Regions from separate parts of the Mus musculus genome. Here region 2 is linked to region 1. Evidence: chromatin contacts called from public Hi-C data. All regions are on one chromosome and are shown on one strand. The core of a region is the stretch at or near the end of the contact, and the rest is flanking DNA. Distances in the headings are between cores, read along the strand shown. Region 1 overlaps Nr4a3 (nuclear receptor subfamily 4, group A, member 3). Region 2 holds the start of Stx17 (syntaxin 17).

What was found. Hi-C and Micro-C count contacts between places; a contact is called where the count stands out from the background.
Region 2: a Hi-C map of CD8 T cells shows a contact between it and region 1, with 1.7 times the contacts expected there. The contact joins the promoter of Stx17 here to the enhancer-like site in region 1. A contact is called at or near these places in 3 of 39 promoter capture datasets (3T3-L1-derived adipocytes, epiblast stem cells and neutrophils), 2 of 15 datasets of contacts at CTCF or cohesin (CD8 T cells and the NIH/3T3 cell line), 15 of 484 Hi-C or Micro-C datasets (CD4 T cells, CD8 T cells, LSK cells and 6 more), 4 of 115 datasets of contacts at active chromatin or transcription factors (effector CD8 T cells, embryonic fibroblasts, memory CD8 T cells and 1 more) and 2 of 9 other capture datasets (adipose tissue and pancreatic islet).

What each region holds. Positions count from the first base shown.
Region 1 is chr4:48,073,257-48,076,990 of GRCm38.p6, forward strand. The region is part of intron 7 of Nr4a3 (nuclear receptor subfamily 4, group A, member 3); the gene reads left to right. Among named protein-coding and RNA genes, the nearest start is that of Nr4a3, 30 kb to the left of the region's middle. Within about 2 kb of position 1,800, at least 55 of the 459 cell types and tissues checked have an H3K27ac peak or open chromatin away from gene starts, as enhancers often do. A contact at or near this core is called in CD8 T cells, Th17 cells, effector CD8 T cells and 2 more, where this site is marked.
Region 2 is chr4:48,123,057-48,126,790 of GRCm38.p6, forward strand. It overlaps Stx17 (syntaxin 17), which reads left to right and starts at 1,863. Exons shown (of 8, transcript NM_026343.2): 1 at 1,863-1,902.

The sequences.
Region 1 (3,734 bases), core at 550-3,049:
TAATAGCTCTAAGCATAAATAAAAATCTCCCAAAGCTATTGGAAATATGACTGACCTAAGTGTCACAAAGGAAATGGCTAAAACATCTAGTGTTGGGAGAAGCCACTAGACCTACAGAAAGAGAGTGTCACGGGTTACAGAACCTTTCCTTAGCCTTCCGCACCCAGTGAGACCCAGGCATGTGGGGTCTGTCTTGAGATCAGTGGAGAGCCACGGAAAGCTTTGAACAGTGGAACGATGGCCAGACTTGCATTCTAGGATGATCTACAGTGGCAGCTGGCTCTGAGCACAAAGTAGGTCAGGGAGAAGCAGAGGAAACAGCGAGTCGTATAGCATAGGGGCTGAGGCTCACAAGGAGAGCCTGGCTCATGAAGCCAGTTCTTGCTTTGTTTTGTGCTATGGAGGTTAATGGACACCAGGGTACCAGGTGTTCCCAACTCATAGGGTCCACATAGCATCCAGAATAGAAATTAAGCGGAAGGTGGTGCTAGTCTCTGCAACCCATTTGTGCTGTGCTGTGATCAGAGCTGACCAACCCACTGCCCACTTGGGTAGAGATTGCTGGAGGAAGAGGCAGTTTGGCATGGCAATTAAAACATGGGTTTCTGGTTCTGGTAACCCCCTTATTAAACTGGAGTCTGGTGTTTCTTTAGCAAGAATTATTGAGTAGCATAGCTGTCTTCTCTGTACTTGTTTCCTCATCCACAACATGGGGATAATAACATCCGTTCCATGGGGTGGCAGTGTAGGTTATGAAAGACTGGGTTTATGACACAGCCAAACTGGACTCATGGAAGACCTTAGATCTCCTTATGCCTTGGATCATATCTCCTTGGAGTGGGATTGACAGAAGCTCCCTCAAGATGGGGTCTGACCTGTCCTTCTCTTTGGAAACCTTGAGCAGTATAAAATCAAACTCAGTGTCTTGAAGAAAAGGTGGTAGCTTTATATGGCAGTAAGAACTCACACCTATAATTCCAGCACACAAGAGACTAAGGCAAGAGGATTGTGGGTTCAAGGCTAGCTTGTCCTACATGGTGAGTTTAAGACCGGCCCGTCTCAAACAAAACAAGGCAGTATAGAATGTTTGGCGACTATTTCCTTAGCCACTTAGGTGACTCAAAGGACAGTGATCACAAAAGAGTGAGGGAGACTGGATGGACCGAATGATTTGTATGTAGGTCTTTCTCAAGGGTAACTCCAGTTGCTACCTTCATTCCTGACAGCCTTTCTAGAGCAAGCTGTCCGAGGTGCTGCAGATACCACACAAGCAGAATTAGCCCTCTAATCCCACAAAACTCTTGGGATTTGGTGACTGGGAAGGATCTGGGATGCATAGGAGCAATGGGCAATAGAGGAAGAGCAGTGCCCAGGAAGCACCCCCACTGTTGTGAGCAGCCACTGTCCGGTGAGTGGGCAGTCCCAAGGTCTTGATGTCTCAGGATGCCTCATAGTCAGAAAGTGGAGCAACAGATGAGCCCTAGGAAAATTCATTCAAAAACCTGTCTTATCTGAAACCAGACAGGCACCTGGGAAAGGGAGGAGGGATCTTAGTCCATTAGCCAGTCTTGCTTTCACAAAAAGCCTTCAGAAATTGGATAGTGGTGGTAGTTTACCCAAACATGATGTCTCTCCCCACCCACCAATTTATTTTCTTCTTCCTCCCCTGAAGTACTGGGTGGTGAGATGGGACAGGAAGTAGTCTCTTTTTGATCAATCTCCCATCCTACAGTAATGGGGAGTTCCCCCACAGTTTGTGGTTTTCACATGTTTTCTGGGTCCCCAGTTCATCTGCCCTAACCATTGCCTCCTGTCAAAGCCACATCCCTGGAGCAATGTGAAGGCTTTGCTTCTTTGACATTGATGGGGTGCAGTGTGTTGTTATCGGCTTGCCACCCTCCAAACAGAAAGTTAGTGCGGTGTTACCTCTTTACAAAGTTTAGGCATTGGGGCCTCTCTAAGCCAGGCTGTCGTTGTGCAGGAATAGGAAGCTGAACTGGGCATGCATCCTAATAACAGGAATTTTGTCATCTACCAAGATATGGTATAAGGAGCTCTATGCATGGTGGTTAGCCTTTAAATTCTTTGGTTTAGTTTGGTTTGGTTTTTGGTTTTCTGAGACAGTGTCTCACTATTTAGCCCTGGCTGTGCCTGAACTCTGTAGATCAGGCTGGCCTGGAACTCACAGATCTGTCTGCCTCTGCCTCCAGAGTTCTAGGTTTAGAGGCAGAAGCCACTATGTCTGGCAATGTTTAGGTTTCTGAAGGGATAGGTTCAGTGAAGAGGAAGTCTGGGTAAACGGTACGTTATGGGGAATTAAGAACACTCAATGTGCTGGTCATGAATAACTTCCTAACGCAGTAGCATTTCGATGAAAAGGTCACTCTAAACCAGGGAAACCAGAGATCCAGGGCATGACCATAAAACAGCCCAGCACAGTTGTGGGGAAATCATGGACAGTCAAAGTGCTTTCTTCATGGATTTAATCATATACATGACCAGAGCGGAAAGAGGAGAGCATTTCAAGGAGTCCAAGCAATGATTCTGAACGACTTCCTGTTCTGAAGCAAACGTGAGAGCAGAGGCAGGAATCTACTCTGGAAGATAGTGTTGCCACCTCCCGGGGCACCAGCTTGCACACAGTCTCTGGGCTCTGGGAAAATGTAAAGGCTTTTCAGTGAAACAACTGACTCATTGGGATATTTGCCTTGTTACTATGAACTATAACCTTGGGGTATAAGCATGAATTTCCTATCCAGTGATCGATAGGGGAATATGTTCTAAAGGGTCCTTTGGAGCCAATAGCAGAAGAAATTTTGATGCCCAAGTGGAGTTTTGTTTTTTGTTTTTTTTTTAATTTCCCAAGGTGTTGTTTTATAGATTCAAGGTAGAACAATGAGTTCTTTCTCTTCTATCTATTTTTCCTGGTCTTCTTGGAACATGACCTCTAAGATGGAAGAAAGGCAGATCTAGGGGCAGTGTGAGATCAGCACTTGGCTGATCCCTCACCCTGTCGCTCCAGAGCATGTCTGCTTGCTTTAAATATCTGGCCATTCTGATTTTTCCATCAAATAGAGCTATCAGCCATGTGGCAAGGGCAAGTATGGATGTGGAGATTAAAGGTCTGAGTTCAGGTCTTCACATGGCCACACTTGGGATATACTTTGGGGGCCCAAACAAAAGTCTAAATCCTGCTGTCTGGTGCATGACCCGTATTCACCGAACACGTGTGTTGTAAATATCAAATATCAGCAAGTCTCTCAAATTAGGAAAATCTAAATAATTTTTAGCCCACCATTGTTATTAGAAAATAGCCTGACTCCCTGAGAGATGCCTAATTTCACTTAGATTAATTCAGTCGGTGTCTGTGGCGCTCTGCCACATGCCAGGCGCAGAGTCCCTTCCCTTTAAGGAGTCCATAGTCTTAGAAAGACAGACAGAAAAGACAGCTTTGTGCACCTCGACCTAACTTGTGGCTCCCTGACCAGTGTGGGTTCTGGGGCTGGCCAGCAGTTGGCAGAGGACACATGGTTCAATAAGTGGCAGCAGTGTGACTTCCTAGAGACAGAGGAGGGGCTCAGAGCAGGAAGTCCTGTTACATGTTTGCTGTCTCCGGAACAGCCCCATTTTTTTTTCTTCCTCCTTGGCTAGAACTGTGTCATCATCTCAAAGTTGGCCAGTGGCCCAAGACCTGCTCAAGAAAGCTGGCTTGGGGGGATGGGCTACTGTTGAAT
Region 2 (3,734 bases), core at 613-3,112, 50 kb after region 1:
ACCTTCTCATAGATACAATCACACATTTTTCTCAGTGTTCACTTTCCTGCTACATTTCTAACCTTGTGATTATCATTTAGAAGAGCCATCTCTTTAACCACCTTGAAGTTGTTTGAATTCATATCTACAGGCTCTCCATGAAAGCAATCATGTTACCAGGTAATAATTTCTTTTTTGTTTTTGTTTTTTCCAAGATGTATTCTCCTTACTGTTTTGTTTTCTTTGGATCTACTGGGTTAAGTTAAGATATCAAGAAAACTTTGTCTCGTGGCAGCAGATCTTATTATCCTAATAACTTTATGGCTTAAGGCAAGAGCACAGAGAATGGTCACACCCCTTATGTCTAAATATTGAAAGATTCAATTAAGTATTGTAGATTGTAAGTGAGGCTAGCCAAACTGTTAGATTAAATATCATTATCTCTCTACATGACACACCTAAGTTACAGCAAACATCATACAACCACCTGGAAGGCCAAAGTCAATTCCAGAGTGCCACAGCTCCCTGTTGTACTTTTTCAAAACTTAACACTAGTTATCTTTACTTCAAAAGGTCTTGTTTAATGGATTCGGTGTGTGTGTGTGTGTGTGTGTGTGTGAGAGAGAGAGAGAGAGAGAGAGAGAGAGAGAGAGAACACACATCATCTCTCAGTGAGCCTGGAGGTTACCAATTCAACAAGACCAGCTGGGCAGCAAGCTCATGGATCCTTTTGTCTATTTAGATAGTATTAGGATCATAAACATATACCACAGAGCTTGGTTTTGTATGTGGGTGCTGGGTGTCCAAACTCAGGTCTTCATTGTGAAGCAGGCACTTTACCAATTAAATGATTCCCTATTGCTTGTTTAACTGACTTTGGCATTTTACCATCCATCCTATGGCATTACCTAATACCTTTATTTTTCTCCTTGGGATGAAAATTTGATAGATATGCCTCAATCTATGAACTAAGGGTACCATAAACACTAACATCCAGTATACCCCAAAGAAAATTCAAATAGCTTAATTAATAATGAGCTTTATTTTAAAAATTGCCTTTCAAGACTTTCTTAAGCCCCTAATCTGTGGGCTAAAATTCCCCCTCTACTTCCTTTCTACCTGCAGATCCTAAGAACTGAGTTTCCTTACAGCTAACAGGAAATGTTCTTAAGACTGTTGAAAACTTCATCATCAGAAGATCCATTTCAAGCAAAGACCTGAATAGTCATATATATATTTTAGTTGGCTAGGTCTTGAGGTCAGAACATTCAGAGAGGAGAATCAATGACCTGCACACACTTCAAAGCTTGTTCTAGCAGCAGCTGGTCCAACTGGAACTACTTGAGAAGAAATTAGGAAAACCAGCTGTGAGTACAGCGCTGTCACAAACGGGCTGAACTGGAGTGAGTCACTTCCTATCTGTGCTGAGCCTCAAAGTGACCAGGTATCATTTTAATAAGGACAGACGCCCAAAGCACTGCAGCAGGCTCTGGACAAAAAAGTTTATGCCTTCTTTCATTTGTGCCTGTGGCTATTCAGATACTCCTAGCCAGTCACTCAGGGGCTCTGGGAGGCGGGGCGGGGCGGGGCGGGGAAGGATGGCACTGGGTTCCGAGCTTCAGTTTTTACACACCTAAAGAGCTAGGGGCACAAGGCCGTCCTCGCCAACAAAATTCAAGGAACACAATGTGCAGGAAAACTGTAACATGTAGAAGGTTATCCAAGTGTAAATTGTCTTAGATACAGTACACAAGACGACCCATAAAACACTTGGAATTGTTCATCCAGTGGTTGGCACACTATATTACCTCCACGCCCACTGGCCGGGTAGGGGGCGGGGCCACATATCCCGCCCCTGGAGACGCCCCGCCCCTCTCGCGTCTGCGCAGTGTGTATCGACGGCCTCGAGCGCCTAGGCGGGAGGTAAGGGGCTGCCGGGCTGCCGCCACGGGGTCGCTGGGCTGCGATGTGTCACCGCGGGCCGGGCTGTGGACGCAAGGGAGAGGCGCCGGTCACCAAGCCCGGCCTCGGGTCAGTGTGAGCGCCGGGGCCGCGACCAGAAGTGGCCAAGCCTCTCTGTTTTCAGTTTTGGAGTAGCTGTCCCTGCGGGAGCGGGGAGGCCGAGGCCCCACTGCGCTATGCCCTCCCGGGTCGCTGTGAAGAGCTGCTTCGGGCCCTGGGTCGCCGGGCCAGCCGCGCCGCTGGGGTCGTTGGTGTGGCCTGGGTGCGTCCTGGTGACTCCGTGAGGGACGACGCGACACCGGTGCCCAAGCAGGACGCGGAGAGGCCGCAGCTGCGGGGACCGAGCCAGCACTTACTCTCCTTGTACCACCCACATGCCCAAGGGGACGCATTTCCTTGGGAGATAGTGTTATCAGCAGTTTGGGACCTTTTTCCTGGAAAGGGGCTCTTTCGCTTTTAAATAACTCTTGAGTAATTTACTTCACCTTTGGGTACTTTTTCTTCTTGTGGAACCCTAGTATCATGGTACCCATATCATCTTAGTTGCAAGTACCAAGAGATTAAGTTTATAAAAAGCACTTGACACCTCTCACTGCAAATGTGTGTGCTTGGAAAATGACTGCAGGCCTGTCTTCTACACGTTCTTTCATCCATGAAACAGCAATTATTATACATGCACAAACACCAGACAAAAAAATTTGGAGTCATTTGCAATTATTGAAAAGTTGCAGAAGTTGCTGGAGGCCTTGGTGGCCCATGCCTTTAATCCCAGCATTAGGAGGCAGAGGCAGGAGGATCTCTTGACTTCAAGGCTAGCTTAGTCTACAGACTGAATTCCAGGACAGCCCTACACAGAGAAACCCTGTCTTAGAAAAACAAAAAAGAGAGAAAGAAAACTCGTACACATAGTACAGAACACTACAGCGCCCTTGTGTTAGTATTTTACATACCATCCTTAATACAGTCACAGAGAGCAAGAGATTACTATCTGGTTAACTGGGTCTCTTGGGATTCCATTCTTTTTATTAGAGTCCCTTCTGTATTCTACAATGGTATCTAGTAAGCAGCCTTACTCTTGATGGGCCTGGCGACATTACCTTTTCCAATCTGTAGCAGTATCATGACTTTGTGTGCTTTGAAGAGTCAGGAATGTTGGTAATGCCTTTCAAGTAGGAGTTTGTCTATAGTTAGTTGGGACTAGATTGTGTTGCATTTCTGTTAAGAATACCACAAGGTATAAGTACCCTTTTCAGTTTATGCCTCCATGGACCTTCCAGATGGGACCTACTGCTTGTGTGTTGACACAATCAGATGACTTAGTTAAATTTGGTATCTGGGAGATTCTCTATAGCAATTAGTAGTCCAGTTATTCCCCAAGTACTATTTATTACTTTGATACTGTAACAGCCCTCAATTTCCCTCCTTTATTGACTTCTGCTCTAAGGAGGCACTTTCCATCTGGTTTCTTTATCTGTATTCACTATTTTGTGTCAACATAAACTCCTATGATTGCTGGGTACTGATGACCCACGCCTTTAATCCCAGCACTCAGAAGGCAGAGGCAGGTGGTTCTCTGAGTTCAAGGCCAGCCTGGTCTACAGAGTGAGTTCCAGGACAGCCAAGGCTACACAGAGAAAGCCTGTCTTGGAAAAATAAAAAAAAAAAACAAAATCTCATATGATTATTTTGCTGTTATTATGTACTTAATATATCAAATTGTTCTCACTTTGGCCATTAGAAGGTTTTGTGTTGTCCTTATTATTTTCTGTACCTCTGTGACTTCTGCACCAGTT